7 separate regions of the Mus musculus genome follow, and all the other regions are linked to region 4. Evidence: chromatin contacts called from public HiChIP or PLAC-seq, Micro-C and promoter capture Hi-C data. All regions are on one chromosome and are shown on one strand. Each heading gives the region's core, a stretch centred on a gene start, on an enhancer-like site or on the middle of the called end of the contact. The rest is flanking DNA. Distances are from core to core; before and after follow the strand shown.

Region 1 (3,686 bases), core at 365-2,864, 710 kb before region 4:
CAAAGCCCGTCCCCAGTGACACACCCCCTCCAATAAGGCCACACATCCTAGTCTTTCCCAAATAGCTCCAACAACTTGGGATTAAGCATTCAAATACAGGAGCCTGTTGGGGCCATTCTCGTTCAAACAGCTGCCATGTGGGTTCAAGCCAGTATTTTCCATTGCTGAGCCTTAGCTCAAGCCCCCAAGACAAATTTCTTATTTAAAAAAAATGAGAGCATGGGAGATAGAAAATGCTTGCCTTGTAAGTGAGAAGTTCTGAATTCAGATCCCCAGCCCACATAGAAATCAGAAGCCAAGAGGGTCCCTGGAGCTCACTTGCCACCCAGCCTAGCAAAGTCATTTTAGGTTCAGTGAGGAACCCTGTCTCAGAAAACGAAATGGAAAAAACACTGTGACCAAAAGCAACCTGGGGTCATCTTGTTCATCTCTAAGGGAGGTTAGAGCGAGAACTCAAGCAGGGCAGGAACCTAGAGGCAGGAACTGATGCAGAGGCCATGAAAGAGGGCTGCTTACCAGTTTCCTCATGGCTTGCTCAGTCGGCTTTCATTGTGGGACCACACCCACAATGAGCTGGATCTTCCCCAACCAATGAATTGTACTAGGCTAATGGGATCTCTCTCTCATTCTCTCTCTCTCTCTCTCTCTCTCTCTCTCTCTCTCTCTCTCTCTCTCTCATAGATTTGTTTATATGACTACACTTTAGCTGTCTTCAGACACACCAGAAGAGGGCATCAGATCCCATTAGGAATGAATGGTTGTGAGCCACCATGTGATTTGCTGGGAATTGAACTCAGGACCTCTGGAAGAGCAGTCAGTGCTCTTAACCTCTGAGCCATCTCTCCAGCCCAGGGGGCCAGGGGTGGGGGGTGTGTTTTCTCAATTGAGGTGCCCTCTTGCCAAATGACTCTAGCTGGCATCAAGGCGACAGAAAACCAGCCAGCATCTGTCCTTGTTCAAAGAGTGTTCTAGATGCTGGCATCCCCAGCTTCCTTCCTGCCAGTGTTCTCGGTTGGACTTTCATTGGCCTTCGTTTATCCTGAGCAGTTGTTACCTGATTGGGTCTGGGGACACACACATAGTAGTGACTGCCAAACCAGCTTCAGTACTGTGCTCAGCTTGTTTGTGTGTCTCAGTGCCTGGCGCAGTACCTGAACCGCAGTCAGCTGGTTGAGTGGTGATAACCATCACTGTTGACAGTGTTTAACAAGTGAGCCCCCTTGCTGTGGGTGTCATCTAATAGAGGACAGTCCAGCCTTCCCTCTAGCATATGAGTGTCAAAGGCTCAGTTGTTGGGAACTGACCACCCCGCCACCCTACCCACCCAGTCCCATTCCCCCAACTACACACACACACACACACACACACACACACACACACACACACACTGCTCCAAAGGAGTCCAGGGCTGGGTTCAGAACTGAGCATGCTCTGTGGCGGGGGACATTGCTGTGGATTCACAGACCTCTTGGAGACTTAGTGTTAACAGCAGTGGTTCCAGGGCAGAGTGTGGCGACCGACCGGATATAAATAGCAGGGCAGAAGTTGACTAATGAGCCACTGCCAAGCTACCACTAGGGGTGTTATAAAAAGAAAAGCATTCCCAGGCAGCTCACTGTCAACAACATCCTATCCTGGAGGGAAGTTCTCCACAGCAGAGTGGGAATCCGGTGTGAGACAGGGCATCATTTAAACTTCCTGCAGAGGCACAAACGCCAGGTAAACATTTTGATTTATTTGCACCCAAACTGCAGAAAGGAAGACCAGGGAAACCCTGGCCCACGGCTGGCTTGGCACGTGCTGCCCATGGGTATTCCTTAGACTTTTTGAGAGGGAAGTTTGACACAGAGTAGCATCTTAAAATAACTACAGATATTTTAATAGCTTTAGATAAAAGGACTGCTTTTGAAGACAGGAACCTGGGACCTGGATGGATTACAACAAGAAAGACTGCCCTTCCTTCCCCTATGCTGTTTATTATCTCATTCAGAATCCAGATGATGATGTTTGGTTAAAAAAAAATACAGGAAAATAGAGGCTTCATTTGAGTTACAGCAATGGCAGCAGCTTTGCTGGAGCATTATGTATGTGAGAGACCGGAGGCTAACAACCTGTGTCACTGGTTGAGTCGGTTAATGGCTCCGGATAGCTTCAGCCAGTGAGGATTCTTGCCCTCCTGTCTATCCCTTACGCTGCCACAAATACCGGAATGGGTATTGGGCGCCCAGCCAGGACAATGATAGAATCTTGTTAGAATCACTGCCTTCGAAGGGCTCCTGAGTCTGTTCCTATCGTCAGGACATTCCACACTGGCTCGACCTCTGGCTTGTGTTGATTGTGAAGAGTTGGAGGAGGGAGGTCACCTCAGGCGAACAGCTTTGTACTGCTGCTGACCTCATGTCTCCGCTCCCACCCAAGTGGGCATGCTCTAACTTGCAAAGCGAACGGAAGAGCGGAAGCTTCACATGGGAAAGTTTCTAGACCATTCTTAGAAACTGGGAGTGAGAATGAGAGCATGGTGGTTTTAGTTTGTGTTGTTTCCTGTGAGTGCTCAGGGGACATTTAGAGATTGGGAGGAAAAGGTCTCTCTGGAGGGAGAGGTCTGTCTAGAGTTATGTGGAAGTAGACTTGGAAGCACTAAAGTTCTCTGCAGTTTTGCATTGACATCTCTAGAACAAACTGTTAGACACCTGGATAACATTGAATGCCTCTTATAGTCATAGGAATGTATTTGATAATCACTGCGACTATCACAATATCTATCCAGAATGAAAAAATATGCAACATCACCTTATCCAGTTCCGTTTCCCTAAACCCTCTTTGTTAAGTTTACTGAATTAACGTTTTTCATTCTAATCCAGACGTGAAAAATGAAGATGGGACATTTTGAAATGGTCACCACGCTGCTGGCAGCCGCAGTTCTAATGGACATCTTCCAGGTAATGAAGGGAACGGGAAGCATGCTCGCTCCCTGGGCTGGGAACCCTGTAACACAGCCTGAGGCATCTCTGCAGACTGAGAGGAGCCAGAATAGGCAAATGAACTTGTTGGAAGCAGCTTTTCCTTTATTTTGCAGGTTACACATGTGGTAAGTGTAGAAAATTTAAATTAAGCAAAGAAGACAGAAAAATTCAACCACAAACTCCCTCACTCAAAGGGATCAACTCTTGGGGGATTGTGTAGATAGCCTAGGTGGTTTCTCTCTCTTTGTGTATAATTTAATTAAAAATATGGTACTTTTAACCTTGCCTACAGCTAATACTACACGGCATTTCCATGTAAATAAATATTCTGGCCATATCGTGTGTTCTCCAGATAATGCCAGTGTTGATTCCATGTTTGTTATATAAACTAAGTAACGGCTATTCCCTGGTTTATCTTTTTACTGGCAGAAATTTTATCGTGTTATTTGCAGTTCAATATTTAAAAGCAGTAAACATACTTTATGAGTGGCCTGAAACAGGTATCTCACTTGCCTTCTTTAAGCTGCCTTAAGAAAACATTGCATCCAGTTTTAGAGGTTTGATCCACCTTCTAGACTCTAGAATTCTAATGCAACAGCATCCTATACCCTGTGGCTTGCACATTGTGTTGTTGGTTCTTTTACTTAAGACATATAATTGAGATACCCTTAAAACATTTCTCAGCACATACCTTATTGGTTTATAGCGTCCTTCCGATGCTGT
Region 2 (3,727 bases), core at 870-3,369, 770 kb before region 4:
AACCGACTCCACCAAGTTGTTCTGATTGCTGTATGCATGCTGTGGGATGTGTTCTTGAACATACAAAGTATGGGTTAAAATTTATTTTATTTTTAACTTCTTTGTGTCTCTGCATGTGTATGTGTACTAGTGTGCAGCTGACCACAGAATCCAGAAGAAGGGATAGGATCTCTGGGGTGGAGTTACAGATGGTTGTGAGTTGTACACTGTGGGTAATAGAAACCAAACTCGGGTCCTCTTAACCTCTCAGCCATCTCTCTGCAACCCCTCAAAAAAATTTTAAATGCCGCTTTTAGGATTCAGGGTTAGGGTTAAGTAGAGAGAGAGTACATGCATAGCCTGTGCAAAATCCTAGGTTCAACCCTAGCACCCCCAGACAACTGACAAGTATGGCATTTTTAGAGAAAATTAATTGTCATGAGAAACTGTCGTTGTTATTCTGTTAAGGAAAAAACAAATTACAAATGGCAACTTCTCCTCCCCTGTAGGGAAGATGTCCAGGTTCCTACACTCTCAGATGGTACCTACGTACCTATATGCCTTACTTAAGATAAAGTCTAATGTGTAAACTAAACAGACTAAGGTATTAACCGCACATTTTATTATTTAAAGATATGTCATCTTCCATTTTCAGTTTCCAGAAGAAATTTCTTATTTTGAAGAGGAAGAAAGAAAAGGAGTAGACAGATTTATGGGGGGGCCTCCTGCCTACATGAACAAGTAAGCAAGCTGAGGGTGAGAATCCCACTAAGTCCAGTGTAGGATGCATGCGTTGGGAGCATTTACTTACATGATTTCAGTTTTGTTGCAATTGGGGCTTGGGGCAAACTGTTTGAGGTCTTTGAGGGATTTGTAGTGGATCGTGCCTCGGCTGGTGCTGATGCAGGAGCATCGTGCATTCCTTATCACTAGGGTTCCTAGGCGGAAGATAATGCACATTACTTAGAATGACATCCTTTCGAATGAGGCTTGTCTCAGTCACTATTGCTGCGACTGAGTGTCTGTGACTGCTTTTCAAGGTAGGTGGTATTTCCATTCTGTATACCAGGAAGCCAAGGTTAAGGGCAAAGTCATTTAGCAAAAGGGAGCAGGGGAAGAACTTCATTTTAGGTCATTTAGAGTTCTTAACAACATCACTTCACAACCTTGGAAGAAGAGAAAACCTCCATCATACTTAAATCCCTACTGTTAGACACACATATATGCAACCTGTCAGTACTACGGGGACCGGTTTCTTAAGCAGTTCCTCAATCTACTTCTTGCTACTGGGGTCATGGAGTTGATGTAGGTGTGGACAGAAAGCTCTACTTACAACAATTGATTACCATTTCAATCCTATTCCCTCTCATCCTCACTGCTCTGAAAAGTCTCTTTAAACCTATGTCTCCATCCCTTATTGCTTACCCAGGTCAGTGTCTATTTACACAGGTTTTGCCAACACACAGTAACTATGGCACACCTACTTTACACACGTGGAAAACGCTCTCTAGGAAGGTTTTTTTTTTTTGTCCGAAGTAAGCAAAGTCATGAATAAGGAGGTCAAAGGCAATCTCTCTGACTTCTGAATTCTCAGTTGGTTAACCACAGACATTCTTATCAGTGCACAGCATCGGTTGAGGAAAGTGATGCAGGAGACAACTTAGAAAAGGATCTCTTATGTCACTCTCTGTTGCCAGGGCTGCGGATGAAATATTTCACAGGATAAATTCGAAGTAAAGCACCCAGAATCCCCTTTACATCTGAGAAATGTTTTTTCATTATTAAAACATTTAAATATGCTTTGAACCCTCATTGGGAACTCACAATACCTACGCCAAGAAGGCATATTTAACTTGGCAGGTATAGATTACGACCTTTGGATAACTGCTCACAGCATCTAACTGCTTTGATGACCAAACAGTATTACTTTTTATTGCATGCAAGACATTCAGCTTTATCTGCTGGCCTGAGAAGGCTTTTACGGTGATTCAGTCCTCAGAACTTACTAACGTAAAACTCCTCACCTCGAACTCCACACTGCTCCAGGAAGATGATGCCCAAGAGGAAAAGAACAGCGGACTTCATGGCAGAGCTGAGTTCTATTGAGTCACTGTGTTGGAGTGAAGTCCGAGAATGTCTTTAGAGAGCATGTTCTTGGGGATCATATTTATTTAGGAAATCCCTTTTCCTTCCCGTCTCTGATTGGCTGGTCTCCTCAGCTGACCTAGAAGAACTAAACTAACCACAAATTGATCGTCCTGGGGAAAACCCTACTCTCAGATCCCAGGGAATTTCTGCATGTTCTACTTCCATTTCACATAAACGGGGAGTTTATAGTAAGGGATGTGAAACCACCCCCAGGCAAAGTTGCTACCTGGATGTGGAATAGATTATACAATGACTATATTAATGTTGTACAATGAAGGTTGGAGATGTACTTCCCACGTGGGACATGACACTATATGGCGACTCAAACTGCCTTTCCTCACAAGTCAAAGCTTCTTAATTTGTTGAGGGTAAATCCATTTCGTCTCACCGTGGCTACAGTTTCCTATCATTGTAATTGCTAGATTAGTTGCATAAGCTACTGCTGTCCCGTTCCCTGCTACCTTTTCCAGATGTTTCACGAGATGTCTGTGTCACTCACGGTAGGACTGTGAAGTGAGAAAGCACATGTTCACGAGCATTTTCTAAGGACTTTAAAGAAGCTACGGATAGAAAGTGGCATTCAACAGCAAAGATTTTTTTTTTTAAAATAGAGTAGTTGTGAAAGATGCTCTGGTTGGTCCAAATTCTTGTAGCTGTTGGAATTAAAACAAGTTAGCATGACAGCAAGAGAAGTGATATCAAGCTTCCTCAGAGAATGCCCAATTTGCCTTCTGGGACAGGATGCAAACTGGAGGAAAGATCCACGTACACAAAACAACAGGATGGAGGAACAAAGCCAACAACCACCCTTTCAAAACAGGATCTGAGAAAAAGGAGCAAATAAAAACAAAAGTGAATGTACGTATTGGTGCTATATATATATATATATATATATATATATATATATATATATAGTCCTTTGATATGTCACGACTAGATAATAGTACCTTAGTAGGACATAATGAAAGTATTGCAACGGGGCTGGCCAAATGCTGGATAAGACTGGCAAAATATTAAATAAGACAAAGTATTAAAAAAAATTCTTTTGCTCTACTTCACACAGTCATTAATTAAGGTAGGACTGGCAAAAATTACTAGAATTCTTTGGCTTTATTTCACAAAATCATTGAGTGCACTCATTAATAGAAGGGAAAGTTAATAGCTAAGATATGGTATTGTTCTGTAATTGGCTACACATGTCTAGACTTTGACCATCTCCACGCAGACTTTCTATTCTTTCTTATCTCCTCTAGAGACGGCTGGACCAGAGTTTCAGCGAAACAGCTCACACATCTTCCTTTTAAATGTGTCTGGAAAAAATGTACAACTATGATGTAAATTACGTTTTCGCTCCTCTCTGTTCTGTCTAGCTTTCTTCCCATTTATTCTTCCTCTCCGAGAACCAGCTGGTTTGATGGAGTTGTAGGCAGTTCTCGAGAGTCTTCAGTTAGCAGGCAGTGCTACAACCCAAGGTGTACCTTAATCTTGGGAAAATAAAAACTAAAACTATTTCCCAAGTCAAGGTAAAAGACATCTAAACAATCTTTACCAACTTTTTCATTATGTATTCTCCTTCCCTATGGAAAACCATATGGAACCT
Region 3 (3,382 bases), core at 716-3,215, 820 kb before region 4:
AACCACATCTAGCCTTCCTACATATCCCTACATATTCCTTAGGAACTTAAGCTTTATTCTACCCCTACTCAAAATGCAAGTCTTATTCTAAATAGCATCTTATATTGGTGCAAGCATCTCTTTTATGTAGGGGTCCATCTCAGGAGCAGTTTATAAGGCAAGAAACCGTACATTTAAAAAAAGCTCATACACGGGTGGAGGAAGTGCTGCTGGGTGGTTGGTTCGGGTCCAAGCTTACGTCGGCTAACTATACAAAGCAGTTCTTTCTAATTGCCTTCTATTGTGATTGGTTTCCAAGAACACCAAGGCACAGAACATAACAGAATAAGCAACAAGCTCAGGCCTCGTTTCCTAATAACAAGCACTTGAGAAAGTTTCTTTATATCATTAGTAACAGTGCAAACTGGCTGGCCAGACCTTCGACAGTTCCTAGGCCTTAACAGTTTGGAAAGTAGGATGCCATCTAGATCCCTGACAAGATAAAAGTAAGCTTTGGGTAGAGCGGCTGCTTCCCTCTGGAAGTCCACCAGACACATGCTGCTCTGATTTCCCTGGGGAGTCAGAAACCTAAGGTGACATGTAAACTTCAGTCATTATCTCATCTTCACCAAGCGAACATATCTCCTCCATTCATTATGGGTGACAGGAGTCCCCAGTAGGTGGCAATTAGTTGACTTTAATCCACCTAGCACGGGGCACTTACGCGGAAGCCTCGTAGGCCAGGTTGACCAAGATACCGTCAGCCAGGCTGAGGTTGAGCGAGTCACAGATGCTGCGGATCTCGTCGGTGAAGGGCTGAGGCAGGAAGCTCTCCACCTTCGACACAATTTCTCCGACCATCCCGAGTACCCACTGGGGAACCCTGTCGCTAGAAATGAAAAAGTACGAAGTTTGTTTCTCGTCTCAGAGCATGGACAGTGCACGTATGCGTGGACGAGGCGGGAGGAATGTTGGGAATCTAGATTACTTTCAGAGCTGCTCCATTCCCAGCGTTCAAACCAGCGGGAATAAAGTGGGCATGATAGTGCAGGGCTGTAATCCCAGCTACTCAGGAGGCTGAGGCAGGAGGATTGTAAGGGCAGTTTATGTTTCACAGCGAGAATCTCTTTCTTTTTTTCTCACATCATAACATTTATATTCATTATTTGGGAATTTCATACAATGCAACCCGATCACACGTTCCTCTCGAGTCCACCCTCCCACCTTTGCCTTACCCCTCAAACAAACAAACAAACAAAACAACAACAAAAACAAACCACCAAATCCAATTTATGTTGTCCATATACTCATATATGTATAGTCAAACTCCCAGCGAGACTTTCGAAATGAAAAGTATAAGGGCTGAGATACACCCAATGGTAGTGCAATCACCACTACCTCCAGTGCCAACCTCCATGTAAGGCCAGCCAGGCTGGTCCACGATGCGGAGTTTCCTGGGCTGCATGCCCTACGCTGCAGCTTAGCATACTGGGTGACACCTTGCGCGTTACCCTGACCCGGAAAATGTGTGGTAAACGCGCGCGCCGCAGGAGGCTCCGAATTTGAGAGCCGAACTGGCCTTGCTGGGTCAGCCACCCGCTGGGCGCTGCGCAGAGCAGTGGGGAGGGCAGCGGTGCAGCGGTGAGAGGGTAGAGGTGCAGCAACGAGGGAAGAGCAGAGCCTGACTACAAGTTCACCAGACCAGTCCCGCGCTCACCCAATGACCTGCGCCACCGCGGTGCGCAAGAAGTCTGGGTCGTAGTGCCGCAGCATCGGCAGCCAGCGCTGCTCCGGGGCCGCGTCCAGACTGACGTTGAAGAGAGGCGGAGTCCCGGGGACGACAGCCGACAGCCAGGGACCGGACAGCGACAGTAGCAGCAACAGAGCCAGGGCCAGGTGTGCCCCATGGCACGCGGCCCTGGTGGCTAGGGTCCCCATAGCTCCGGCTTCTGAGGCCACCACCGGACCAATGAATCTTTGCTGTCCTGGGGAGGCGGAGTGGGAGGCCTGGGGCGGTGCTGGCACTGAAGGCGGGGCCTGCGCTCCACCCGGTCAGGAACCCAAGCACTGACACCGCCTCCTGCCCCAGCGGGATTAAGCCTGCTTCTCACTCACAGCTAGAGGCAGTATCACATCTCTGTGTAAAAGGCCGGGAGTGGTTGTACTTAATAACCTGGTGATTTGTGCTATACGTAGGGCCAGACCTCACCCGAACCCCCTAGACTATACTTCTATCCTAGACTTCCCAGACTCGTAAGCATTGTTTCTCAGTCAATAGAACCTATCCTTACGGAAGATGTCACATGCACTTTGTAGTTTGATGACTCTATGAAATATGTATGCCCAAGACCACACCCGATCCTGCCCAAGGTCCTTAAGATGCCGTAAGCTTTACTGTGCACATGAGATTGAGATAATTGTTACCAGGAAACGTCTTTTCCCTAAAATTGCGCTGTACTTAAACACCTAAAGTTCAGACTCTGTTTCAACCAGCGCCGGTGTACTGGATGGTTCTGTGTCAACACAAGCTAGAGCCGTCAGAGAGGCGCCTCGGTTGAGGACAATGCTTCCATGAGATCCAGCTGTAAGACATTTTCTCAATAAGCGATCGATGGGAGTGGGCCCATCCCTTTGTGGGTGGCGCCATCCCTGGCCTGATGATCCTGGGTTCTATAAGAAAGCAAGCCGAACAAGCCATGAGGATGGAGCTAGTGAGCAGGCCGAAGGACCCCAGGGCTAGTCCACCCCAGTGGCCTCTTGCTGGGATGGAGCTAAACTGCACATTCAGCTCACCCAAGTCAAGTGAGCAGCATGTTCAGTGAGAGAGCAACGCTGCCTCAGGAAAAAATCCCTGCCTGCAGTGGAAAGTAACAAAGACCCCCATGTCAGCCTCTAGCCTCCATGTGCACACACACACACGTGCACCGCCACACAACACACACACAAACATGCTAATGCTGAGTTACAGTCAGCAAAAGCACAAACTGATACTCTATGCCAAATTTTAAGATACTAAATAATACTGTGCTGAAGACACACACAGGAGCGTGCGCGCGCGCACACACACACACACACACACACACACACACACACACACACACATCTGAGATTAGCAGCACTTGAGGGAGGGGTCATGGTGAGTGCTTCAGTTCCACTTTTTGGTTCTCTTCTTATACTGAACTTCCTCTCTGTAGGCAGAACATAGCCCAGACTGACCCCACCCTCCTGCTCCTCCCGCTTGAGCCCTGGGTACTGGGATTACAGGCGTGAGCCAGAAAGCCAGCCTCTCATGCTTTCACTTATAAAACAAAAGCAACAAAAAAGCCAGGATATTAACATTGGATTGGTAAATGTTTCCTTGTGCTCTATATATTTGTATGTTAAAAAGTCGTGATTATAAAGT
Region 4 (3,460 bases), core at 210-2,709:
GCTTTACATCAGAGCCTTCCTCTTTCAACACACTCTTCCCTAGGTTCCACCGCCAAGGGTGGAATTCACTCTAGGCAGCTTCTAGCTCCTCACTCACCTACCAGAGCAGCCCAGCATCAGATCAGCTACTGGTGAACCAGTGCTAGTCACTTACCCTCAGCCAAAGACTGGACAGAGAGCATCTGAATCCCGTAGCCAAAAGTGGGTTCCCAGAAACTTGGATGTTTGAAGTCTCAGGTATGACTCTCAGATGCCCGCCCTAGTTCTCCCCCCACGCCCCTGCCCCGTGGGCGCGTTCATGTGGGCTAAATACAGCCCTTCCCTTGCCTCTTCCCCTGCGCTTCAAGTCACCTACTTTCCTCAACTCACGTGAGTAGCTATCCTCACGTGATCGTGGGTCTACCATGCGTGGACACCCACAGCGCATTACACTTCTCCCTGTTAAGCCTATGTCAGATGTATGTACAAGGACCCCGCCATTTCGCCTGCCACTCAGACACTGTAATTATTCCAACATCTGCTGGGGGTGGGGGTGGGGGGAAGTCCTTCTTAGTGGTGGAGGAGCCCTCCCAGTTCCCTGTGCTGTGAGTCGCACCCACTTGTCACCCGCTTCTCGCCTTCGCTGTGCACCACACCCCGCAGCCAGGATTGAGCTTGCACGCCTCCGGGCCCTGGGTCATCCGGTCTGTCTCCGGGATCCAATATCACGTCCACTGACCTCTTCGCACCAGTAACCTCTCCAGTGTGACACGGTGGGAAAAGCTCTGGAGCAAGCTCACAAACGGCTTAATTTTTCCAGCGAGCACTCAAGTTTTTTTAATTAATTAATTAATTTCCCTGTCCCCAGCAGCGGTGGTTGGGTCGTTCACGACTAGGTCCTCTTTTTCTGGAAAAGCGGTCCCCAGCCCGGCCGCACACCACAGCGACGGCTTCCAGCAGCTGGTTTAGTCTCCTTTCTGATGGAAGGCCCAGCAGACCGGCAATTCTTTCCTCGTGGGGCGCGCTCGGCCCTAGTAAGTTACCCACCGCACCTTCTAAGAGGGCTCCTCCGGGTGGGGCGTGTCACCAGGTCAATTTTCCAGAGGTACAACCTCTGCACCCTGCGGTCCCCTAGCCTCCCTGCCCCACCCCATAGCAGCCCCAGGTGCCGGCTCCGCGCAGCGCGTGGCAGCTCGGGGTTGGGACCTCCGCGCCTAGGCTTTTACGCGGACCCCAGCACGTGTTGCAACAGGGGGAGTGTCGGGCAGTGTCCCGGCACAGGACGCTTTAATGGGACGGAAGAAAGCCACAGGAAGGAAGGTGGCTGACTTCAAAGCGTATCATCTTATCAGCTGACCAGGATCACGGTTCACCTGCTGCGTTCGTCTGCTCGGCTGGGGCTGGGGATCTCTCTGCACCCCCGTCCCGGGGCAGCTAATGGTCGAGTCCAGGCGGGAGGCCATGTTGCTGGAATAAAGCGGGCGGGGCGGCGCGGGCGAGCAGATGCGGCTGGAGGCGCGCGGGAGCCGGGCGCGAGCAGGGCGCAGCCGCGAGGGAGGCGCGGGGGAGGCCAGCGGGAGCCGGAGCACCAGCAGCAGCCAGTGTCGGTAAAGAGCAGCCAGAGCCACAGTCGCGATGGCCGTGGCGGTGGGGAGACCGAGTGTGAGTACTGGGGCCTCACTTCTCTAGCGTGCTGATCCCGGGGCGCCGGGTGGTCTCCGCTTCGGGGCGCGTGCGGGTGGAGACTTGCGGGGATCAGGAGGGGGGCTCTGGGTGGTGGCTGTTGGGGGCTGTGGGTGTGTGCATGAATTTGGGCGCGCGTCTGGGGCGGAGGGGAGCTTGGGGAGCCCGCAGGCTCAGAGCCTACCTGATGCAACATTAGATCGCTTTGGCGCGCCCCTGTTTCGGGGATGTGGGAAGAAAAGGACCCTTCTGTGAGGCGCCCTTAGAAGAGATTGCTTGAGCTGCTGCTTTCCCCAGCTACCTCTCTCTCACGGCGCACAAGGCTTAGCTGGTGACAGAGGAGGAAGGCGCTGACTGAGGAGGGTTTCCTCGCGGTTCTCTCGCGCCCTGGGGGCGATCCGGGCATGAGAATTGGGTGCTGAAGCGCTGTGTCACACGGCCGTAGAAGCGGGTCAAAGGGGTGGGATTTCCGTGGTGGTTTACTCCCCCCCCCCCCGGGTGCATTGTGAAATTCCGGACACCCTCAGGCGCCCACCCGGGTGACCCGGGCCCTGCCCAGGATGTGGACAAAGCCCTAGGCACACACACACACACACACACACAAAGTTTTCAAAGGGCTCCCTTTCGGGGTGGGTGGAAGTCCTGAAATACTCTGCGGCTGGCAGGCCGGGGGCGGCAGTAGTGAATACGGGGCTCCGGGAAGAGGAAGGGAGGGTGCGTGCCTGGAGAAGTGTCCCAGCACCCGAAGTCAGAGAGGGGATGCTCTGGGCTGGGGTACGCGCCACGGGCTGTGCCTCTGGGAGTGTAGGCTCTGGGTTTCCAACTCCGGCAGCCAGCTAGAGCGAGTAGGACTTTGAGGATGTAGTTTAGGGTCTGCTCTCTAGCCTAGGGTGAAAAGGAGGGAAGGGGCGGTGGCGGCAGTGGCCGCCTTTCCTTTTTATTGAAAGGAGCCAAGCCCAGTGGGAAAGGCGGAGTCCTCTTCTCTCGGGTTTTCTTTGTCAACGTTCATTGCCCACTTTTGCCTGGTCTGCCCTGGGGGCGACTCCGGGGGAGTCCTTCCCTGGCTAGTACCCCATCTTTTTTTTTTAAATTTTCCCTTTCGAACTTTGCAGCTAGCTTCAGGTGGTGGCCTGACATTTTGCAGATACAGAGAAAAGTCTTAGATGTTGAAAGCTGCCAAACCCCAGATGCTGAGTCTCTTGGCTCTCCCCACTTACATCTCTACACACACACACACACACCCTTCTGCACCCCCTGAGGAGTCTTAGCCCAGCAGGAAGTTCATGGGGTCACTGCAACATTACCTCAATTTGATGGTTTTGCTGCAGTTTGAGGTTCTTTGAAAGACTTTTCCCCCCCACAATCAGAAAATGTTCCCTGGTCATCATTAAGTGTTTGTGTGGGTCTTTTTAGACCTTTCAAACTCTGTTAAATGACACATTCTTAAGAATTTTGGCTTCCTCTTCAAAACACAAATTATGCCCTTGTTGATTGGTGCGAGGCTGTCCTTACTGAGGGGATTTGCTTAGTCTCTGGGCTGACCTCTTTATTACTATGGTAAGGAAATCAAGGTTAACTCTTGGCCTTATTTTTCAGGGCACAGATTCAAAGAACTAAAATAACAATGTATGTTTTAGAAGCCTCTGCAAGTGTCTGGGAACCCACTTATCCTGTGTAGGGGGTGGTCCCCCCCCCCCCCCCCCAGTAACACCTATCGCCAGTGCATTCTTGAGGGCTGGGGGAGGTGGTCGGAATAATTTGCTGCACATTTCCAATAAATTAGTAAGTTCATCTATGT
Region 5 (3,847 bases), core at 22-2,521, 780 kb before region 4:
GATGTTAAGAAATTAAACCAGACTCAGAGAGGTAGCCTGTTTCCTCTCAGAAGCAAAAGTCAGATTTCAATTTAGTTTGTGACACAAGTTAGAAAGGGGAACCCAGTAAGAGCTTATGTTTAATGTGTATTGAGAGCTTGCCTACTTGTATGTGCGTGTATACATATGCCTAGTATCCAGAGGCCAGAAGTCGGGTGTCGCATCCCCTAACACTAGAGCAACAGATGGTTATGAGCTATCATGTAAGTGCTGGGCCTTGAACCCAGGTCCTCTGGAAGAACAGCCAGTGCTCTTAACCATTGAGTCAACTCCCCAGCTCTGGAAGAAGAGACCTTAAAGGGATGCAGGGAACTGAAATAAATGTGATGTGTATACAGAAGTGAAGTGGGGGCTGTCTGAGGAGAGAAGGGGACCAGTAAGGGGGGGGGGGAGACAGGGAGGATTGGGAAGGGCGGTGTGTAAGAAGACAAATAATAAAGGCAAAGGCGCGTCTTAATCTATCTACCAGGTTAAGAGTACAAAGTCACGGCCTTCATTTCGTGGTTCTTATGAATTCACACACTTGGAGTATGCCATGCCCCTCACAAACTGGACCTAACAGAGTTTTAGACCGCACATTTCCCTCAAAGCATTTTTTTCAAATCTAGCTCAGGGTGACTCCCAGGGAGTTTGAACTGTGGCTTAACTACATCTTCTACACTCTTGACTGTGGGGTGGCCCTGCCATCTGAGAACTCCTTGCTCTTCTTGGCAGAGCTTGGGGCACTCGGGAGAGGCCGTCTGTGGAAAGCATGTTTAACACACGACTCATCGTATGCTAGGGGCTAACTCGAGTTTTTGCTCTGAGGCGGCCAACGGACGTTACCGGCCCACGTCGGCGAGGCGGGCGGATAAACCCGGAGGCAGCAGGTTTTAGGGTGTGTTTCAGTGTTGGTGGGGTCTGCATGTCCCGTCCCCCGTATCTCCATCCCCCGTCCGTTTCCTCCCCAGGCCCCCGGAAGCACACCGGAGCATCCCGGGGAGCCGGATCCCGGTCCCACCTCCTCCACGTAGGCCGGCGGGTCCCGCTTGATCAGGTTCTGTAACTGCGGCAGGTTGCTGGGCAGCTTGTTGTTGTTCCTGCCGGACATGGTGGCTGTGGGTGGGCTCCCTGGCGAGCAGTGCTTGGAAAACGTCCGCCTCTGTCAGTCGCAGCCCGGGCCCCGCGGCAGCTTAGACTCGTGGGTCCCAGTGTAACCGGAAACGGCACGTGGGACACGCCGCTTGCCCGACCGAGCTACGGAACGCTCAGAGGATCAAACTTCACCACCCTGCTGCAACTCTTTGTAGGCGTCTGCACGCTATCGGTCCCTGCCGGTGGACAACCGCTACTGGTTGTCACCAAACTCTGGAGCAGGTTTCCTTATCTCAACATTCTTTTCCACTGAAAACAATTTTTATACAATATATTTGATCATGTTCTTTTTCCTCCGCCAATTCCTCCCAGTTCTCCCCATCTAGCTCAGCATTCTTATGGTGGCCCAAATAAATGAGGATTAATATGGGACTCAGGTATGACAGCATACAACTGTAATCCCTGTACTCAGGAAGCTGAGGCAGGAGCATTATATTTGTTTGGGGCAAGCCCGAGGCTTACTCTGTCTCAAGAAAAACGACAGAAATTAAGCAGGGGCCTGGGGACTGGTTCAGGTGTCCTATCTCATAGGAGACCCTAGGTTTCTTCTCCAGCTCTCCATAAACTGCGTGTGTTGGCTCATGCCTGCAACCCGCATACTCAGAGAAGAGGCGGCGGGAGGGTTGAGACTCCAAGGTCATCCTCAGTTACATAGGAATTTGAGAGAAACCTGAGATACATGAGATCCTGTATTATAAAATGAGGATTAGGGGCTGGAGATGGTTTAGCAGCTAAGATCTGGTACTGCTGTAGGGACTCAGGCTCAGTTTGCAACACACGGTGGCTCTCAACCATCTATAGTTAACTCCAGCTCCTGAGAAATGTGTGCCCTCAGCAGGTGCCTGTGCTCACAGCACACATACCCACACAGAGTTGCACACACATCACTAAAACAAAAACCTTGTCAGAAATGAGAATCATTTTCTTTTAGGCTGTACTAAAGGTAGAAGAAAAAAATCCATGAGGAGTATGCTTAGAGAATATGTTTTAGAGAATGGCAAAGAGCAGGGGTGGAGGTTAGATTGTTTTTTTGTTGGTGTTGGTTTGTTTGTTTGGTTTTGTTTTTTGAGACAGGTTTCTCTGTGTAGCCTTGGCGGTCCTGGAACTCACTCTGTAGACCAGGCTGGCCTTGAACTCAGAGATCCATCTGACTCTGCCTCAGGAGTGTTGGGTCTTAAAGGTGTGTGCCACCACCGCACCCAGGCAACTCTCTTAATTCTAACCACAGAGGGGAAAACAGCTGTTGGATGGTAACTAGGTTTTTGTTTTGTTTTGTTTTTGTTTTGTTTTGTTTTTTTCGAGACAGGGTTTCTCTATGTAGCCCTGGCTGTCCTGGAACTCACTCTGTAGACCAGGCTGACTTTGAACTCAGAAATCTGCCTGCCTCTGCCTCCCTACTGCCGGGATTAAAGGTATGCGCCACCACTGCCCGGTAGATGGTAACTAGTCTTACACTAATAGATGAATCAAGGTGTTATTATTCTGTGTAACCTAAGCAGTTTCCTAGATCAACTTCATCCAAGGTTACCTGACACCATGTTAGAGCCCAAATCAAAAGAAATTTATAATCATATCTGGATAAGTCCTGAGGACAGTTAGATCAAGAGTGCTCGTGAGGGCGTTAGTGTTCTATGAGGGGATTTTTCCTTCCAGAGGCCGTCAATGTTTGTGGAATGTAGATGGCTAACTTCTAAAGTTTTTCCCAATTCTTTAATCATAAGATTAAAGCAACATTTTAATTTTTTGAAAATTTCCTAAAATATGTTTTTGATCATATTACTCTTCCCCTAACTCCCCCAGACCCACTCTCTCTCCTCTCTCTCTTCCTCCCCCTCCCTTTCCTTTCCCCTCCCCTTTCCTCTCCCCCTCCCTCTCCTTTTCTGTCTTCATCAAGTCCAGTTTGTGCCGTTTGTATATTTTTGGATGTGCAGCCGTCCGCAGAACATGGTCATCTTCATAGGCACTACATTGCTGAAGAAAACTGACTCCCTTGTCACCTTGTCATCCAGCAGCTATCAGTGAGCAGTAGGTCCTTGCAGAGGACAGGTTCAGTTCCCAACAACGACATGGTAGCTCACAACCATACGGAACCCAAGTTCCAGGGGGTCTAATGCCCTCTTCTGACCTCCTTGGGTACCAGGCATGCATATGGTGCATATACATTCCTGCAGGCAAAACGTTCATATATATTAAATAAATAAACAAATAAATAAATACGTAAAATCTGAAAAGAAAAAGAATTTTAAAAATTATCTCAAAAGGTGGTCAACAGAAATTTTCATTACTCTCACTTGAAACCAAGAGAGAGGGCACTAGAGAGATGGCTCAGCTGTTAAGAGCAAGCACTGACTGCTATTGCAGAGGACCTGGGTTCAATTCCTGGTTGCCCACATGTCAGCTCACAATCGTCTGTAACTCTAGTCCCGAGAATTCTGACACCGTCTTCTGCCTTTTGCAGATACTCTGCGTGCATGTGCTGTACAGGCGAAACACCGTGCACATAAAAAAGAAGAAAAAGGAACCAACATTGAGAATGTTCCTGTCTGCCTAAAATACATTGTTTTGAGAAACTGTTAAAGTCGCCACTAGGGGGAGCGCCTGCTCTTGTTTTAACAACAAACCAAACTCCCACAGGCTTGATTAAAATGACCACCTGCAGATTAAATCAGCTAAG
Region 6 (3,417 bases), core at 165-2,664, 960 kb before region 4:
GTGGAGGCTTAAGGAACTAGCAGGAATCTGCCCCACAAAGAGGGAAAGGGCATACTAAAGCAAGAGAAACATGTTGAGTATTTGAGGGACACTGGCGCTTCAACCCTAACAGGTGTGTCTGCCAAACTAAGGAGTTTGGATGTCATTATATAAACCGGGGAACCACTGGAGGATTCTAACAAGAGGACTGACATACTTCCTCTTGGGCTCACCCAAGGGTGTACTGTGGGAAGCCAGGGCTGGATGTAGACAAACTAGTTAGGAGCCTACTGCTGTAATCTCAGTGTGGAAGAATCTGAGAAATATTCCTGCACACCATACACTCAACATTGGACAGGTGAAGGAGGAAAGCCGGAGTCTTCGGATTCCTCCTTACAGACTAGGGGATTATTTGGGTAGAGGTACTACTGAGCACGCTAGGGCACACCGTGGAAGCATACTGATTTCTTTTTAGAGGGAGTCTGGGGGAGACATAGGTCTTAATCGTCACATCTGAGACCTATGGGGAATTGAAACCAAGAGAGGCATGAGTCAGTTGGTTTACTAGACTCCCTTTCAGAGTCAAGAAATTTGCAAAACCATGTGTACCTGGCAGCCTCATTTGGAAAGAACAAGTATAGCGATTTGGAAATATGACATTCTGCTTGCTAAAACCATTGAAAACGTAGAAATTAAGAATTAATTTTAAAAAGGGGGGCATTATGCTACCAAAATGACACAATGGAACAATTTATTTCCAACCTCTTATTAGAGATAAACGAAGGGGGTTACTTCTCACACTTGAAAATGAGCGGAGAACCTGGTGTTTAGATCAAGGAATTCTTTTTAGCGGGGCTGAGGAGCAAGAACTTAGAAACGCGCCCTCGAGTGGTAGTGGAATGAGGGGTCTCTAGCACCCCCTTTACCACCAAACAAAGCCCTGGGTAGAAATGCAATTTGCGAGGATCAAAAGGCCACCTCGCTCGTACCGCTTAACCGAAAGAACCATACGAATCTTCCAGGGGACAGGACACCCTTCTCCCCCTTACCTGTCACGCCGGCCAAAGGAAAATTTCACTTTCGACTCAACAAAAATAAACCCTCAGGTTTGACAGCTTGCAGTCCGTCCCGCTCTCGGCGACAAAACACCTACCAGCCGATGCTCCTAGTCTAATCAGAGCCTCGGGAGCCGACTGGGCAGGGCTGCGACCACGTGGGTGACCGCGGCCAGCAGCAGCAAGCAGCGCAAGGAGGAGGAGGGGGCGTGCCCAAGTGGTGGGAGGCCTGCTGGTAGGCGTGGCCTGTGGGGCCGGGCAGGTGGGCGTGGCCTGCGGCCCGGGGCTCCCTCCTCTCCCCTTTTGCCTTCGCCCTTCGAGCCGCCACGTAACGCCACGTCCCCGCGCATGCGCACCGCGGCTGGTGTCCGCGGCTGTTTCCGGGCTCGGGGGGCCGGAGAGGCTGCTGAGTAGGAGGCGGCGGTGGCGGAGGCCGGGGAGTGCGGAGAGCCGGCTCGGGGGCTAGGCCCTACGGGGGGCGGGGGGCGGTCGTGTTTTCTTTGGCAGAGGGGCTGGTGAAGCCGGCGGCTGAGCGACAAGATGAATTTCCTCCGTGGGGTGATGGGGGGTCAGAGTGCCGGACCCCAGCACACTGAAGCCGAGACGGTGAGCGCAGCGTCGCCGGGCCGGGCTGGGGCCGGGCTGGGTGGGTGAGATCGGGGCGTCTACGCCGCTCCCGTCGCCTGCCTTCTTTCCTTCCCCCTGCTCGGACGCGCGAGCTCCCCACGCGGCGGTGCAGCCCGGGCCGTGGTGACAGGAGGGCTTCGGGGACCCGGCACGGCGACGGACCGCGCGGCCCCTCCCTCCTTCCCTTTAACCTGTCGGCCGGCCAGCCTCGGTGCCGGCTGAAACCCGGCTCTACGGGGCTGGAAGGAAGTTAAGACCCAGCTGTTGGCGAAGGCTTGTGGCTAAGAATAAAACGATATTCTTGGGGCACAATGCCACCTGTTCCTGCCCCATCAGCTGTAAGAATGGGCGTTTGCCTAGGGTTGGTGGTTCAGACCCTACTTTTCAGGTTCACCCAAATGTGTCATGGGGCAATACTTACTCCTCTTGCACGCTGTAGTGATCTGCGCGCTAACCACTCTAGGGACTCTTCTGCTCTATTGGTGACATGATTTGTTAATGTTTTTCTTTTTTAATTATTAAGACATGGAAAACCGGCATTTGATTTTATGTTTAGGATACACTTCCTGGGAAGTTTGCAGAGCCAATTGGAAACTGCTGTGGATGGCTTACCTGAGAAAAATGAATTTAGATATACAGAAAAAAAAAAAAACCGCGTGTGACATTTTAAAGACAAACTTTGGGTAGTTGTCATAGCTCTGTTTTGTGGATTCAGAAGGGTCATAAAATAGGACCTGCAAGATAGGATGGAGTCTTTACTAATGAAGAGAGAATTAAAGTAACTTGACCAGAATCTTGGAGCTAGAATTTACTACGGGGGAAACTAAGAAACTAAGCTTTCTGCTAAGCTTAGACTTGATTGCTGATCCCGGGTTTCAGTTGTTAGCTGGCCCTTTTGGAAATAAGATTACCCACATTAATTAAGTTAGGATTACGTTAACTAACGAATGTAGTGTACTAATGTAGTTAGTGTAGTTTACGCATGTAGTTAGTACTGAGGGAGATGGAGGAGGCCTAGGACTGAATCCAGGGCCTGATTACATGGAGGGCAAGCATTCTGCCACTGAGCCAGACTTCCCACCAGGTTACAACGGAGCTGAAGGCTGTCACATGTGTTGTTTTTGAAAATCAGATCTCCTCTTCCCCCAATACCTGGCTTCCCTTGTTCCTCCCCACATGGCAACAAGGCTGCTGTTATTGGAAAGCCAGGGACTTTAGCTCACCACAGTCACAGCCCATCTCTTTAACCTTTCTGTGTTTTGTCTGATGTTTGTCTGTCAGAGACACACAAATTAAGAGCTGGCTTTGAAATGAGACCTTGATTTGAATCCAGGCTTCCAGGCTTGGTTGACTTGGACAGATCTGGGAAGGCTAATGCTTTCTAAGTAAAAAGTGCTGGCTCCTGTGGCTGTAATGAGTCTTTAAAGTTGAGAAACATGAAAGTGCAGCCCTTAGTAGATGCTCAGGAAAGGATGGACTTGACTCTAGTAGGTTAGGCTGAGATGATCCTTCGGCCTTGTCACAGTGACCTCTGTGGAAGAGGTGATGCGTTCTTCAGCGTTAGAGGAATTTGAAGCTGAGGCTCCTGGAGCAGCGAGAGGTCAAGCCTCCTCACTCTCCGCTCAGCAAAGTGACTTGTGCAGTTGGTACTGCGGAGCTGGAGCTGGGATGCTTGGTTCAGTGTGCATGGATCAGTATCATAGTTTTACATCATGACTTTATACTGATGCCCAGTGTCACCGTGGTGAACATGTAA
Region 7 (3,394 bases), core at 525-3,024, 740 kb before region 4:
CCAGCCACTTGAGCGAGGACTCAGACCAGCCCTTAAAGAATTCTTGCTTCGGCAGTTACTTTTGTCTCAGGACCATGGCTTGACCATCATCCTGCAGGAGGAGTAGCAGCTGATGTGACCACGGCTGGTCACCTTTCAGAAGACCAAGGGCAATTAGGACTAGCCATCCACTGGGTAAAGGGGAGTGATGGAGAGAGGCTCTCTGCTGTCCATCCATCGCAGCACCGGGGTGTGTGCGTGGCTTCACTCCAGTTAAGGAGCCCTTTTAGACCTGTAGGAAGAGGAAACTGTATTGAGCGGAATAGACTCTGCTTTCACTTTGGGAACCCAAAGACCCTGGGGCAAAAGGCCTGGTGCATTTTCCTCTGCTACACAATCTCCATGGGTCACGGGTGGGTGGGGGTTGAGGGGACAGAATGGGTTTGTGTGTTTTTTGTTTTTTTTTTTTTTAAGTGAGGAAGTGGGGGGGGGGTGGGCATTTGGCAGCTTTACCCGTGACAGGTATAATAACTGCTCCACTTCTAGACACTAGGAATGTATGACCTAAGAAGGCACCTCAGTGTCTGTGTAAATGGAGAGACAAAGGCACATGCCGGTGCCATGAGTTTAGGGCAGATGCCCCACAGCAAAGCCCAGGGCAGGCGCTGCTCCCCAGACCACCATTTCCTGAAAAAGCAACATCAAACCTACCTTTTTTGGCTAAACGCTTTCATTAAATTCTTGATGGTCTTAGATTCCGGATTCAGACATCTCTGCTCATCATTCTTTTTCATCGTGGCACTATAGAAATAAGAGTGAGATACTCAGATTAACGTCAGGCCAACAGAGCTGATGGCCCTGCAGGTCCATGTCAGAGTTCAGGCACTGTGCCTTAGTTAGAGTCACAGACCCGTCCCTATCTTTCCTGGTTTCCCTCACTTATTTACTGTGTGGTTACGGGAGGGACGTTTATCGGCAGGTGGGCTTGTACTCACATGATCTCAACACGTGGGCAGGATAGGCTCGCAGGGATGATTTCAAGCTTCCCTATGGCCCTCATTCTCACTGGCCCGTCATCGATATGGATGCAGTTGCAGCGGACCGTCCTTGCGAGAGGGATCCCTGCAGGAAGAGAGGGGGAGAGCCAGGAAGGTCAGCACACGGTTTCATTTTAGGCACTTAAAATGGATGAGGTAGTGTTTAGCAGACCCTGTCTGATCTGTGGAGAGACGCATCCCATCGTATCATAGGGCTGAGTGTTTGAATATCTTGGTCATGGTAAAGAGAGATCTGCAACTTGTCAGTTACGAAATCCTGCATTTATGCACTGCTCACAGTATTGGTTAGGCTCAGGCAAGGAGGCATCCGTGCCTTACCCCATCCCACTCTTTCGCCCTTTCTCCTGACTCTCTCTTCCCTCCTTCTTCCTCCTCCCTCCTCCTTTTCTCCCTTTCTTCCCTTCTTCGTTCCTTTGCTTTTATTCTATTTTTCTCTGACTTCAACCAGCCTATGATAAACTCTGCAAGCTGAAGGGATTTCTTCCTGCTTCCCTCTTCTTTATAGGTACACACATTAAAGCTTAAATACATGCTGTGTTTAGAACTGAGCTTAATCGTCTGACTTCTGACTTCGTTAATTAAATGGCCTTGGTGTCCCTTACCTTGAGTCCCACTCAGACCCAGCAGGATGAGGCAGAAAATGACGGCAGCACTTGGGTTCATGGTGCTGATGGGGAGGCTTCCGGAAGGTTGGCTCGGGATGTCTCTCAGCGGTGGATGAAGCGCTTCTCGAGTGCCGGCTGCTGAGGAGTATTTATCTGCAAAGAGTTTCCCTCCCTGAGTCCTGATTGGCTGACTTTGGAGATGACTCAGCAAGGCTCCGCAACCCGAGGGAAGTCCCCTGTAAACCGAGGGCATTGCTTGTGTTTATTGTGACCCATGAACTTGGAATTTCCCTCTCCCCTCTTGTGCTCCTTTTAATTTTTAACGAGTGAGGTAAGTTTCACTTTCCAAAGCGTGAGCTGTTTGAGAAATCAGATGCAGTGCCTTGCAGAATAAGTCTGGAAATGGCTTTAATTCTCATCTTCCTTCTCTCATAAATAAAACACAGAACTGATATCTAAGTCAGGTTCTAACCATGGTTTTTACATTTGTTGTGTTTACACTGTTTATTTTTGCTTTTTACTTCATATGCTTTATTATAAAATACTTGGAATAAACTTTAAAAAAAAATCACACGCCAAATTTAGCCAGATCCAAAGTCTATACAACTTAGTGAACAGTTAGAGCAGGCATTCAGAACAGAAGCCGGAAGTGTCACACTAATGTTTACAAGTTACAAGAGGAATTGCAAAGCTAATTGTTGCCCCGTGCTGATTCTCTCAGGGATGCTTTGATTGTCTTCTTTGTGAGTGTGTGGTTACAGGGTCAAGGATGAAAGTGAGTGTGGATGTCACTCTGCACAGCACCCAAGGCAGCAGATACCTGGGACCTGGAAGAGTAGGTGAGGTTACATAGATCTCGCATAGAGGTGACAGTGATGAAGGGGATGGAGGTGACTCATCCTGGGAATGGGACAGGAGCCTGGAGTGTACCGGTTCAAAACTTGACAACAGAGGCCAAGAGTGAAACCTGTACCCACCAACGGGAACTGGGAAACAGGAGCTGTCACCAGAACAGGAAGGGAGTTGCTGCTTGGGAAAGATAGAAATTTCTAGAGAGCAAAATCCACATTGATGTAGTCCAAGGACTAGAACAGAGCTAAGCTTTCAAGGGAGCAAATCACGGGACAGCCGTGGAATCTGGAAGGACAGACAGAAGGGAATGGGGGCAGAGACAAGCCAAGAGACTTTCGTTTTGCAACCTTCTGCTGGGAGAAGGCTACTGTGAGAGGACGCCATGAGCAGTCTCTCCCAACCTGCTTCTGCAGAATAGACGCTGCGCTGTAGGAACCTCAGAATTTTAGAGTGGAAAGAGGTGCTGAGCAGTTTTACATTAAACAATAAAGAAAGATACATGGTGACAGTTTTATTTTATTTTGTTATTGTACAAGTTCTCAGTCAAGATGTGAAGGAAAAACAGATTTGAGGATGTTAAGAAAAAACAGTTAGCAAGTGGATATATAGTCCCTTACTGAGGAGAAAAGAGTTTAGTAACTATTGCGTAGTGTTAAGCATCTGTTAGTCAAGAGTTTTCCCTCATTCAACCCTCTAGGAATCCAGAAACTCCATCTCTGTAGCCCACGCTCTCAAACACTTGGTTATGCAGTGGCTCCAAAGAGCAGATCCTTGGTTCAGGCTCCAGACTTGCCTGTGTCTGCTTGGCTGAAGTTATCTTTGATGTTTCTTTGGTGTTTCTGGAACTAAACACCTAGAAGGGGTTTAAATTGGACTTGTTTTACACAGAATTTCATGCTA

Evidence for each region. Hi-C and Micro-C count contacts between places; a contact is called where the count stands out from the background. HiChIP or PLAC-seq counts read pairs in DNA pulled down with a chosen protein or histone mark. Capture Hi-C pulls out chosen DNA fragments and counts their contacts.
Region 1: a FOXA1 HiChIP or PLAC-seq map of pancreatic cancer cells shows a contact between it and region 4. The contact joins the promoter of Art3 here to the promoter of Septin11 in region 4. A contact is called at or near these places in 2 of 115 datasets of contacts at active chromatin or transcription factors (microglia and pancreatic cancer cells) and 2 of 9 other capture datasets (adipose tissue and liver).
Region 2: a contact with region 4 is called in a promoter capture Hi-C map of adipose tissue. The contact joins the promoter of Cxcl9 here to the promoter of Septin11 in region 4. A contact is called at or near these places in 2 of 39 promoter capture datasets (cranial neural crest and liver), 1 of 484 Hi-C or Micro-C datasets (embryonic stem cells), 1 of 115 datasets of contacts at active chromatin or transcription factors (bone marrow-derived macrophages) and 1 of 9 other capture datasets (adipose tissue).
Region 3: a promoter capture Hi-C map of liver shows a contact between it and region 4, with 2.1 times the contacts expected there. The contact joins the promoter of Naaa here to the promoter of Septin11 in region 4. A contact is called at or near these places in 1 of 39 promoter capture datasets (pre-B cells), 1 of 484 Hi-C or Micro-C datasets (B cells), 1 of 115 datasets of contacts at active chromatin or transcription factors (pancreatic cancer cells) and 1 of 9 other capture datasets (liver).
Region 5: a Micro-C map of embryonic stem cells shows a contact between it and region 4, with 7 times the contacts expected there. The contact joins the promoter of Sdad1 here to the promoter of Septin11 in region 4. A contact is called at or near these places in 1 of 484 Hi-C or Micro-C datasets (embryonic stem cells), 2 of 115 datasets of contacts at active chromatin or transcription factors (bone marrow-derived macrophages and memory CD8 T cells) and 1 of 9 other capture datasets (adipose tissue).
Region 6: a FOXA1 HiChIP or PLAC-seq map of pancreatic cancer cells shows a contact between it and region 4. The contact joins the promoter of Uso1 here to the promoter of Septin11 in region 4. A contact is called at or near these places in 2 of 39 promoter capture datasets (cranial neural crest and pre-B cells), 3 of 115 datasets of contacts at active chromatin or transcription factors (embryonic forebrain, memory CD8 T cells and pancreatic cancer cells) and 1 of 9 other capture datasets (adipose tissue).
Region 7: a contact with region 4 is called in an H3K27ac HiChIP or PLAC-seq map of microglia, with 4 times the contacts expected there. The contact joins the promoter of Cxcl10 here to the promoter of Septin11 in region 4. A contact is called at or near these places in 2 of 115 datasets of contacts at active chromatin or transcription factors (memory CD8 T cells and microglia) and 1 of 9 other capture datasets (adipose tissue).

Annotation. Positions count from the first base shown.
Region 1 is chr5:92,385,273-92,388,958 of GRCm38.p6, forward strand. It overlaps Art3 (ADP-ribosyltransferase 3), which reads left to right and starts at 1,615. Exons shown (of 10, transcript NM_001370591.1): 1 at 1,615-1,719; 2 at 2,862-2,939. The coding sequence starts at 2,871.
Region 2 is chr5:92,325,960-92,329,686 of GRCm38.p6, forward strand. It overlaps Cxcl9 (chemokine (C-X-C motif) ligand 9), which reads right to left and starts at 2,120. Exons shown (of 4, transcript NM_008599.4): 1 at 2,004-2,120; 2 at 791-917. The coding sequence starts at 2,064.
Region 3 is chr5:92,276,216-92,279,597 of GRCm38.p6, forward strand. It overlaps Naaa (N-acylethanolamine acid amidase), which reads right to left and starts at 1,966. Exons shown (of 11, transcript NM_025972.4): 1 at 1,697-1,966; 2 at 704-868. The coding sequence starts at 1,917.
Region 4 is chr5:93,091,957-93,095,416 of GRCm38.p6, forward strand. It overlaps Septin11 (septin 11), which reads left to right and starts at 1,460. Exons shown (of 10, transcript NM_001009818.2): 1 at 1,460-1,641. The coding sequence starts at 1,615.
Region 5 is chr5:92,308,753-92,312,599 of GRCm38.p6, forward strand. It overlaps Sdad1 (SDA1 domain containing 1), which reads right to left and starts at 1,272. Exons shown (of 22, transcript NM_172713.2): 1 at 1,040-1,272. The coding sequence starts at 1,129.
Region 6 is chr5:92,136,524-92,139,940 of GRCm38.p6, forward strand. Uso1 (USO1 vesicle docking factor) reads left to right here and starts at 1,415. Exons shown (of 24, transcript NM_019490.1): 1 at 1,415-1,640. The coding sequence starts at 1,575. It also overlaps a transcript of G3bp2 not described here.
Region 7 is chr5:92,347,115-92,350,508 of GRCm38.p6, forward strand. Cxcl10 (chemokine (C-X-C motif) ligand 10) reads right to left here and starts at 1,775. Exons shown (of 4, transcript NM_021274.2): 1 at 1,640-1,775; 2 at 975-1,101; 3 at 691-780; 4 at 1-271. The coding sequence starts at 1,700. The coding sequence ends at 253. It also overlaps a transcript of Art3 not described here.